Linked DNA regions of Oryzias latipes: region 2 is linked to region 1. Evidence: chromatin contacts called from public Hi-C data. All regions are on one chromosome and are shown on one strand. Each heading gives the region's core, a stretch centred on a gene start, on an enhancer-like site or on the middle of the called end of the contact. The rest is flanking DNA. Distances are from core to core; before and after follow the strand shown.

Region 1 (5,427 bases), core at 1,443-3,942:
ATAAAGTGAAGGGAATGCAGACTTGGGACTTCAGCGCCTGGATTTATTAGGAGCTGGACTGATGTGAGCGGGCGGCTTTGATGGATGAGAGGAAGCTCTGCCCACACTCACAGTGGACTGATGTTTAGACGGTGATGTGGATCAGCAAAAAAAAGGCAACTACATGCCAAAAAAGACTCCATATTGGGGTTATTTGTCATGAAAACAAAAAACGGGATTTTTTTTATAGAGTGAATTATGTTTTATGCGAAAAACTAAACCGTTTGTTCCAGGAATCTGTTACAGCTGAGCTTTTTTTTATCCATTTGGGTGAAAAATCAAGTGTTTGTTGTTTTATGCCTTCATCGGTGTGAAATCTTTTAAGATTTTTTTAACCGTTTGGTTTGAAATGTGGCTGCTTAGTATAAAATAGTCTGATCTCACAGGAGAGCTCTTTTTTCTGATCCTTTGTTCTCTTTTTGGTCCCGTGGGATGAAAACCAACATTTGAAATGATTTCTTCCATGTCAAGTCCTTGACATGTTAGCCATGTCTCAAGGCTCTCCTCTCTCCTCGCCTGCAGCAGTGAGTCTTTGGTATCTAAAGCTCTCCAGAGGGGTGGGGGGTCAGAGAGATCAACACCTTCATCCTGCTTGTTCCCTCCTCATTTCTTAGGAAATCAGCTGCCCTGGTGTTTTCTCAGAACTAATCGATCAAGGCAGGAATGGAGGATAACAGTTTGGAATTCAGAAACTCACCGAATTAAGTTTTTTTTTTTTTGAGGAAAAGGTTGCTGTTTTCATGGCCTGAAACACAAATGTGACCATAAGCAGATTGAATTTAATGTCATCTTCCGTGGTAGTTGTCCTTCTTCACCAACACTTGATCAGATTTGATCAAATTACTGACTTTCCAGCCGAGCTGGAAGACTTCTGTTTTCTATGAGCTTGATCAAATACCGCAGTTAAATGTGTTATTTCACATAGTTATGCATATTTTCTCCTGCATGCATAAGATTCATTTCAGACACGAGTGAATCTGTGGTCCAAGAAAACTTTCTGTGCTTGAATAACTATGAATTTGCATTTTGTCTTTTTTTGATACCATTTTGACTGAATTAGACCGAACTTACTAGCTTAAAGATTCAGGCCTTTTTTTTTTTGCAGATGTGGAGCCTGTAGTGACTCTTTGTTTTCATTATTACGATGCCATAACAATATAAATCTGAATTTAATAATATAAATCTGAAGAGATGCTGCAGCATGGAGGGGGTTACAGAGAGAATCTAAACTGCAGACTTTATTCAGCCTTTGATAAATCCAACTTTTAGTCATTTTGGTGTTATAAAGGCAATCAATAAATACATTTATGCATAAAAATCTTTTTAATTGCCAAAGGCACTGAGCACAGGCCGGCCTCAAACATCCCATCAACCTAAAGAAACACAATTTTTTGTTGACAAGAGTAAACTAATAAGAGGCAGCAATAAATAACAGTCTCCTGTTCTGACAATAAAGATAGAAAAAATGCCAACATGTTTTTGAGTTTAGCACAGACCTCTCAATGGCAGGATTCTCTGGTTTCTGTGCTCAAATTCAATCAGCAAACAAACTAACTTCCCATCATTTTCTAAAAGAAATCTGTCAAATCAGTTGATCAACTCATGGATCATTAAAAAATTACTAATTATTTGTATTTAAAGATCTATGTAAAAGTTGCACAAACTGTATTTAATACATGTGTTAATAATCTTTGATTATAAATATTTAACTACTTTATAATTTATTTTTAAAAGGGTATCAGGAGATTTTCTTTAAGGGTTGTGTGGTCTTTATAACAATAATAATAATGATAATAATTATATTTATTATAATTGTTATTATTATTATTATTATTATTATTATTATTATTATTTAACTTGCTGGTGACCTGTAAAGTGGGAAGAAATTCTTTAAATAATGTAAAATGTACAGAGGTTACACTCTTTGCACTTCCTTGGTGTAATTCAAAGGAAAGTTACATCCAATGTGTTTTTTGTCTCTTTAAGTCTGGAAGTCAAAGGAATCTCCAATAGTCAATATAAAGCTGAATTTAGCAGGAAAGAGAAAAGAAACTGAGTAAAAGATCCCCATTCTGATCATTTTGGTCCAATTTAAGTGTCTAAGCGTACCATGACGTCCTTTTTCTGGTGTGCTGTGGCCGACTGTGTCCCTTTGACTGACTGCCATCAATGCTGGAAGTCTCTTTAGAGCCTTTCTCCCCTCAGTGTTTGTTGTTTCTCTGCACGCAGCTGCAGCTCCAGATGACTCTCCTTTGGGCTGAAACCGTCAGGCCGAGCTTCACTTTTTGGAAGGGAATGCAAGACACTGAGAAAGGGGGGGGGGGGCGGGTTTGACAAGGTGATATAAGAAAAGGTATGAGAACACTACCTTTTTTCCTCATCCCTTCTGCTGAAAACTGTGCAGGTTGTCCTCTGTTTGCCCTCTTCTGTTTCTTTTTCACCCAAACTCACCACGCCTTTATCGTTGAATCAGTTTTTCCTTCCATGTTGCTTCTTCTATCTCCCCATTCCAGTGCACCCTCCTTCATCACTTCCTGACAGTTTGAAAGGCCTCATCTTAATGATTCTGCTCCCTCCGTCTATCTCCGTGAGTCATGCGGCGGGCACTGGCTGTGTTTGTTTGCCTGACCGCCCTCCAGGAACTGCCTCTGGCACGCAGACGGCCCTACTTGACCTGGTGGCTGAGGTTAGAAGAGGCGAGCAATGAAAGAAGCAGATAGGGGGTGGGGTGGGGGGGGATGGGGGCAACAGAGACAAGAGAAGCCGGGAGGGCTAAAAGAGGGGAGATGAGGCTGCAGAGAAGCACACGGGGCTGTGTCTGCAGGAGAAAGATAAACTATAGCCGTCATAGGAGCATCCAAGAGAGCTTAATTATTCAAAGGAGTGTGCTGTTGGATGCAAACAGTTGTGCAAGGGTGCTGTCACTCTGCTTGTCCTTTGAATGTCTGGAAATGTCCAGGCTATATGGCTTTGCATAAAACTCATGCAAATCAATCGTTTTTTATGGCTTGCTGCTAAAATGTTGCACCAACAGAACCAGAAACCCGGGTGTCTGAGGAACCTTTTGATTCAGTCTTACTGTTTGGTTTTTGAAAGGTTTCTCTATTCCACACCGTAGGCCTGATCAGACCCTTGAACCTTGAAATGTGCACAAAGACAAGAAAAATCCTTGTTTCTCTGGTGCATTGGACAGCTTTATAAACTTAGCAGTAGCTGAGGCAGTTGAGCAGGTCAGCGAATGATCAAAGGGTTGGCTTTTTGATCCCCGCTCCCCCAAGCCAACTGTCGTTGTGTCCTTGGGCAAGGCGCTTCACCCTCCCGGCCTCCAATTTACCACCACTGGTGTGTGAATGTCCAGGTGATGGTCAGAGGGGCTGTAGGCGTGAACTGGCAGCCACGCCTCTGTCAGTCTGCCCCAGGGAAGCTGTGGCTACAACCGTAACTAACCATCACCAATGAATGAGGAGTGAATGAATATTGGATACACATTGGAAGCACTTTGGAAATGCACAGATCCCCCCCACCCCCCCAAAAAAAGATAAATATTTTAAAAGACATAGATAATTTAACATTGTAGGAAATAGTTTGATGATACTACTTTAAAAGATATTAACGTTATTTTGTAATATTTAAGGTACATTTCTGGTTTCCTGGCCAGAAAGGAAAACTATTGGTAACTCCCATGTTCTTTTTCTGTAGAAAAAAGAAGCTAAAAAAAAAAATTTTCAACCCATTTTTCCCCCCCAAAATTATGGCTTTAGAAATATTTGAGATTTTCTTTGTAGAGTTTTATTTTGCCTGCAAAAGAATTTAATACTGTAAAAATCAGAGCTAGAGTTTTACAAGCCTAGAAATCAATGACAAAACAAGCAACTTCCTCTCTCTCTCTCTCTCTCTCTCTCTCTCTCTCACTCTCTCTCTCTCTCTCTCTCTCTCTCTCTATATATATATATATACAGTTCAGACCAAAGGTTTGGACACACCTTCTCATTCAAAGAGTTTTCTTTATTTCCATGACTATGAAAGTTGTAGATTCACACTGAAGGCATCAAAACTGTGAATGAACACATGTGAATTACATTCATAACCAAAAGTGTGAAACAACTGAAAATATGTCCTATTCTAGGTTCTTCAAAGTAGCCACCTTTTGCTTTGATTACTGCTTTGCACACTCTTGGCATTCTCTTGATGAGCTTCAGGAGGTAGTCACCTGATGTCATGGTTTGGGTTTCTTTGTATTGGCTCTTGCTTTCCGTTTTGTTTCTGTCATGTTCGAGTTCTGTTTCCTGTTTTATTTTGAAAGGTTTACTGTTATGTCATCATTTAGAGTTTTACTTCCGTGGTCCCAATCTCTCCTGATCGTTGTCACTTGTGACTTGTCGGTCCTGTCTGTATTTATGTCTTGTCTCTGCCTTCCTCTTGGGCTGCTCCATTAACGTCTCTTCCCTGACTCCCTTCTGCCATGTGTTCATGCTATGCCCACAGTAAGTTTAGTTTTGTTTTCCTGCTCTGCAGTGCTTTTAGTTGGTTGAATAAATCCCTTGGCCTGGAACCGCGTGCCTCCCTTCTCTGCATTTTGGGTCCTTCATGGTCACCAGCCCTCCCTACCTGACACCTGAAATGGCCAAATTTATAAAAGCTATTAAAAGAAGCAATTCTATATGTACAAACAACTGTTGGAATAGAATCCAATGTGAAACTATGCAGGTTTGAAATTGTGTTGAGGTTTTGAAGTCTGAAACTTTTAAAACACTACAGGTACATGTTAGTTTCTCAGACTGAGATGTTTTGTTGCTAAATGGTGTTAAAATTACACCCCTTTTAATTGTTGCTCAGCCTCGGTGACTCACCCCAAAAACCTGACACTGAAGTTTTTCAGTTTGCTGCTTTAAATTGACTGACTTGACCCTTTTTTTTTTTTTTTTCCTCTGAAAGCTGTCTGTCATTCACACTCTCTCGCTGGCATGCATGCACGAGCTCACATGCTTATTTTTGGGCTTGTTTTCTTCACACACACATGTCTGAAAATGTTCAAGCTTTGGTCTGCTTTAACCTAATATCTCATAAGTCCTCTCTCACACGCATGCACTGACTGGTAAACACACTCTGCATGCACACACACTTCCATACACAAAGATGCAGAGAAACACACCCACTTCCTGCTTCAGGCTTTGCTCTATATTGCTCCAGTGATGCCCAGCTGCATCCAATGAACATTCCTGTTGCTGTCTCTTTCCCTTCCTCCCTCTAGATCATTTCAAATTTCAGCTCTGAGCTTTAAAGAGTGTAAGTCTCCAAATATGGCTTGGCTCATGTCCTGAACTTTGTGCGACCCTCTAAAGCCGCAAAGAGATCATGACCTGAAAGACCCTGCTTAAGACTCAGCTT
Region 2 (5,427 bases), core at 829-3,328, 69 kb before region 1:
CAGTGGGGTTGAAGCTCTTCAGCAAGAAGAAGGAAGCGATGATGACGAGCACCAAGAAGAGCGTGTTGTTGTAGAAGATGGAGAAGGTGGTAGCCTCGTAGTCCGCTACCTCGTTCTTCTTCCACAGAATCCTGGTCAGAAGACAGGAAAACACAACGGGAATCACTCCCATGAACACAAAACGTACAGATAGAATAAAGCTCATCCGCCATGGCTGTCCTGCATCTGTAGCAACAAAATAACAGCAAACAACTTGAATTCACTCAGAACTTGATTTCAAACAATAACTTCCAATCCAATTCCTGCGTAAAAACAGCATCACTTAGCGTGGTTCACCTTTCGTCTTTCTCTTTGCGAGACATCTTGCGGTTGTCGGCCTCAGACAACTTCCTGGTAACTTCCTTGGAAACAGCATCTTCACGTTTTTGGGCAACCCTAATAAAACAAAAACATTTACAGATGTGGGCTCAGAGGTCCTGCAGAGTACTGTGAAGCAGTCGTTCTGGTTAGAAAAACTAATAAATACATTTGGACCCTCGTTTTTTCCCAGTTTCAACTGAAATATAGCTTTTTCTCTTTACTTTAATAAATGAAGAGCTATTTCATTTCTTCTTTTTTTTAATACTTACTTGTGTTTGAGCACAAACTTGACATTTTTGTAGGCAAAAGCAACCAGGTAAGTGCTGACCAGGGTCATCACAGCGTACAAGACTGCAGACTGGACCAGGTCCATGTGCCAGATCCTCCAGAACAGCCCTGGAAGGAACCACACAACACTTACTATGGGCTTCTTCTGAGAAGATCCAGAGAGCAGATGAAGTCCAAGTGAAACAACTTTTAGTTAACATTAAACATTTTAAATGCAGAAAGAAAAACAATAATTTGTTTTGAAAACTTTTATTCAAATCCTATTTCCTCATATTATTACCACTTTTTTTAAGGTTTTAAAAACTTTCTAAAGATCCTAACATTTTTAGATCAATTCAATGTTAGAATAGAATCTTTAGAAACGCATCTCATTACTTGACGTCCAATTGTCAACATCATTAAAAAAATACAAGATATAGTGAATTAAAATACAAAGATAAAGACAAACTATAAACTTTAAAATTTTAGAGCTTAAAAAGACGTCCATGCCAGCAGCTACCTCCAAGTTTGGGACTGGTAACAGAGAGGGCTGTGCCAGATGTCGGCGAGGTTAGTTATAGGTTAATCAAATGTATATTTGTGTAACAAATAATTGAATGCATTTAAATAAACAAACAGATAGCATGTCAAAGTGCTATTTAATCCCATATTTGTGTAGCAGTTTGCAGTTTTGAATCTTAGTCATTACTTTTCCTTTCCAAAAATAGTCTAAGAGAAACTTGTTGGACGTTTTAGAAATTTTGTATAGACTAAAATAAAAATAAATTAAAAAACGAGCAAACATGCGTGCTTTTTCATAGGCATTTGTGGAGCTGAAAAAAAAGCTGCTTCCATAAATAGTATTTATTAGTTTAACTTGTATAAAAACAGAATAGTTTCTAAGTTAATTCTTGTGAGGGGTAAACTATTTCTGAACTGATCTCTGATGGAAATCTCAGTTAGCTAAAGCTAAAATATTATTAGCATAAGTACTACCACTCCCCCTTTTTAATTCAAATTAACATATATCGTGCAAAAACAAATTCACGACTACATTTCTGGCGTTTTGACGGATCTGTCGACGTTTTCATTTAAATCAAAGTCAATCTTTTCTTGTTATTCAGACCCATCTCAGCAGGCTAGCTAGCTAGCTAGCTAGTTGTACTCACAGATGGGGATGGCGGAGACGATGAGAGCGTTTCCGTAAAACAAAGCGGTGGACTTTGCCGACAGGTTCCTGCTGAAGTCCTGGAGAAGCAGGTCCTCCTCTGACTGCTGCTTGGTGCTGCCTTTCGGGGGCATATCTGCGAGATGTACGGTCTGTGAGCTCCTCGGTTTTGTCTGGACACAAGAGGACTGACACGTCGGAAGAAAGAGGAAAGAGGGACGCGTCAGCACAATCCCGGGACTTCATTCACCACTTCCTCTCAGTGTGGCCGCTGCTGCCCCCTGGAGGACGGAGGACCAAAGCGCTGCACTTCTTGCCTCGTGGCACCGTTTCAGCAAACCTCCCACCCAGACGGGGATAAAAATGCAACAAATAATCACTTGCTTCATCACTGCTTAGGGTAAGCCACACCACACAGTTAAAATTTAAATTTTACCTAAAGTATATATAGGAAAAATTCTGTTGGGTTTCACTGACCCACATTTAATCCCGTTTTGTATGTCTAATAAGAGTGTTTAGTGCTAAAATGGGAAATCTCACCCCCCTGACATTTATCTTCCAGAAAACCTCTTGAGATGTCAGGAATTTTTAGTTTCTTAGAAACCTTCCAGTGCCTCATAAACGTTCAGCAGGCCTGAGGTCAGGTGGAGGAAACAAATGACAGAAGATCATCAATCAAACTTCAAAAAGAGAGTTCAGGTTAACTAGGTGTGTTTGGCCGGGGCACAGAGACAGAATTTAAACTGTTGATCACTGTTAAATACCTGAGTGGAAGTTGCAGATTGATTCAGCAAATTTATTCTTTTCTTACTAGAATTAATAATTTAAATGCATTTAATCTGAAGTGCCTTTCTCATTGCCCAAAGTCACCACAGCAGTCCAATAAAACCACAAAAAGCAGTAAATGTTAAAAACACAATAAAATCAGATCAGCCGGCATGAAAAAAAACAAAGAATCAGTGAGAAAAGTGAGTGTTTAACCTGGATTTGAAATGGGGAGTGTCTATATTGCAGAGGCCATGGAGAGACTGGCCGGGTGGACGGAAAGCAAGGAAGAGGAGGAGCGTAGGGAGCGAGAGGGAATGTAGGTAAAATATGACCAGAGCAACAAAAACGGCGAGCAATGTTGGAGCTATCCAGCCGTACAGTTCTGAGGCATATGTCAGCTCAGACGAGGAAACCAAAGACATACATGGATCTAATCGTCTACAAGTGGATGCTTCAGAATGCAGCGGAGCAGGGAGCTTGTTGTCCGCCCAACGTATTTTCTACGTCACATTTTTTCATCTGCTCCTAATTTACAACTATTTGAATAAAGAAATTCTCAGAAATGCAATTTTAAGCTAAAAATTCTTTTTATATGTCCCCCATCATGAGAAAAATGCGACAAAAACATGTTAAAAAACACCAAAAACACAAATTTTATCAGTGTGGGTCTTCGATCTCAGGTTATAACTGATCGTTGCACTGGACAAGACATTATAAATTACCTGGTAATATCTCACTCAAATGAAATTGTTATTATGAAATATTTTTTATTCAAATCATTTTTAATTGTGAACAAAAAATTCTGATAGAACTGACTGAAACAAAAGTGCAATTAAACAAGTTCTGGCAAATAGAAATTCAGACTTTGTCCACTAGAGGTCAGTATTTGCTGTCTTGTTTGAAGAAAGTCCCCCAGCTCTGAATCACCAGAAATATTTAGTTTGTTTTTAATTAAAGTAAAAAATGTTGCAGCTACAAGAAGTTAGAATCAATTCTTCACTTTTAGTTGTTTATTTCTTTATTTTTTTTACACTATTAAAAGTTCTGGTTCCATAAGCAGCTCATGTGTTAACCCACATGAAAAGCTACATAACTTTCCGGACTGTTGACTCTGTAGGTACAATTTTTAAAAAGGATAGAAAATAAACGTATATTCTATTTTTTGCTATTCTTCCAGACTTTTTTCCTCATAAAATGTGTCACACATCAAGGTGATTAGACCCAGCAGCCACATATGCATGAACGGACAAGTACATTTAAATGTTCTTTTCCTTTCTTCACCTAATCCTTCAAGCCTGTGACACGCCTGCCAGAGGGGATCTACAATGAATACAAAAAAACAAACAAAACAATAAACCTGATGAGAAAAACAAAACAAAAACCAACAACCAGCATTTGTTCTGCTGCTCTAGCTGACCCACTGCTTCACCTCCTGCTGAGCTGGTTTCCTTTTTCCTCTGCAGGAGTAAGCTGCATGCATGCACAGCTGATGGCATGGGTTTTGCGTGCACGTGTGCCACAATGCAAAGCAGAGAGGTGAGTTTGCGTGATGTCCCTGTTTTTTGGGGCAGAGCTTAGGAATTAGCTGTGCACTTCAGGGGTCCATGAGAGAAGCCAAAGAGGAGGGAGCAGAACAACTTTATTCTTGATCACCGCTTACTTCCTCGTGTTTACCTCTTCCCCAGATTTATTTTGTCTGTGAGTGATCTGTCAGACACAACCACACAACAGCACAACATATTCTAACCAGCCCCCCCAAAACATAGAAAACACACACACACACAAACACACACACACACACACACACACACACACACACACACACACACACACAAATAGACAAATCTTCTTCAGGGCAGATAACCCCGCAGTGCTGCTACAGTTTATCTTCTTCTGATTGCACCCTTAGGAGCAGTTACCACAGATCACCTGACAGAGCTGTGAATTCCTTCTGAGTTGCCATTCCTCACCTGCCAGGAATAAGGCTCTGAGAGGCCCAGGCCTCTGTGCTGGATGCTTGCACCTTCAGAAAAAAGCAGTTCATGAACCGGCACACCAGTGGAATAACAACTATAACTTTCAAGTTTTTGTCTATTTAATCGGCTGATTTGGCTTGAACGGCAAACTCCATTACACATACAAAACACTGAGCACAGAAACACTAAGCAGATATGCCTGACTAATCAAATTGAAAGAACCGAAGGATTTTCCACTACTGAGTGCCACTGGTCTACAAAAACAATTTCCGACTGATCTGTGTGGTCAGACAACATCCTCTGCTTCCTGATGGATAAAACACTTTTAAATCCTTCTCTTCAAACATGCGGTCTTAGGGATCTTAAATGAGGATTTCAATAGCTTGAACTCCTTTTCCTTTCAATGTTAGAAAATATTTAGAAATTATTTTTCCTTTGCTAACAGCATCTGTGAATGCGCTGATTTCAAGCAGCACTTGGGTCTTCCACGCCACCATATGTTTCGTTTTAATTGTTTTTCCACGTCAGGACTGTGTTCAGCTGAGAGGAAAAGGCCAGGCCTTTCCCAGCTCCCTCGCAGTTTGTGAAAAAAGGAACATCCACGTGTAAAAGTCAAGTGGAAAATCCTAATCCCACAAGCATTTGGAGCAATCACATCTTGGAGCAGAATAGTCACATGGTCACAATCAGTGAAACTGTCAACAAGAGGTTTTTGTAGCCCTTTTAATGAAATGTGTCAACGTTTTTACTCTTAAACATGGAAGTCTGTTTTCTGATGACTTTGCTGGACAGTTAATTAAGCTTTTTTAAAGTCATTTTTATGCCTGAAATAAGACCTCAAATCTGTAAAAGATGAATGGAAGAAGCTGGAAAAATAGTCTGGAGCCA

What was found. Hi-C and Micro-C count contacts between places; a contact is called where the count stands out from the background.
Region 2: a contact with region 1 is called in a Hi-C map of fibroblasts, with 2.4 times the contacts expected there. The contact joins the promoter of ssr3 here to the enhancer-like site in region 1. A contact is called at or near these places in 3 of 5 Hi-C or Micro-C datasets (embryo, fibroblasts and gastrula embryo).

Annotation. Positions count from the first base shown.
Region 1 is chr13:24,568,671-24,574,097 of ASM223467v1, reverse strand. No RefSeq gene overlaps it. Among protein-coding and RNA genes, the nearest start is that of tiparp, 23 kb to the left of the region's middle. Within about 2 kb of position 2,692, at least 4 of the 8 cell types and tissues checked have an H3K27ac peak or open chromatin away from gene starts, as enhancers often do. A contact at or near this core is called in embryo and gastrula embryo, where this site is marked.
Region 2 is chr13:24,637,301-24,642,727 of ASM223467v1, reverse strand. ssr3 (translocon-associated protein subunit gamma) reads right to left here and starts at 2,078. Exons shown (of 5, transcript XM_023961695.1): 1 at 1,797-2,078; 2 at 630-756; 3 at 337-435; 4 at 1-131. The coding sequence starts at 1,929. It overlaps LOC105355500 (a long non-coding RNA gene), which reads left to right and starts at 2,115. Exons shown (of 3, transcript XR_002291568.1): 1 at 2,115-2,195; 2 at 4,027-4,099; 3 at 4,473-5,427.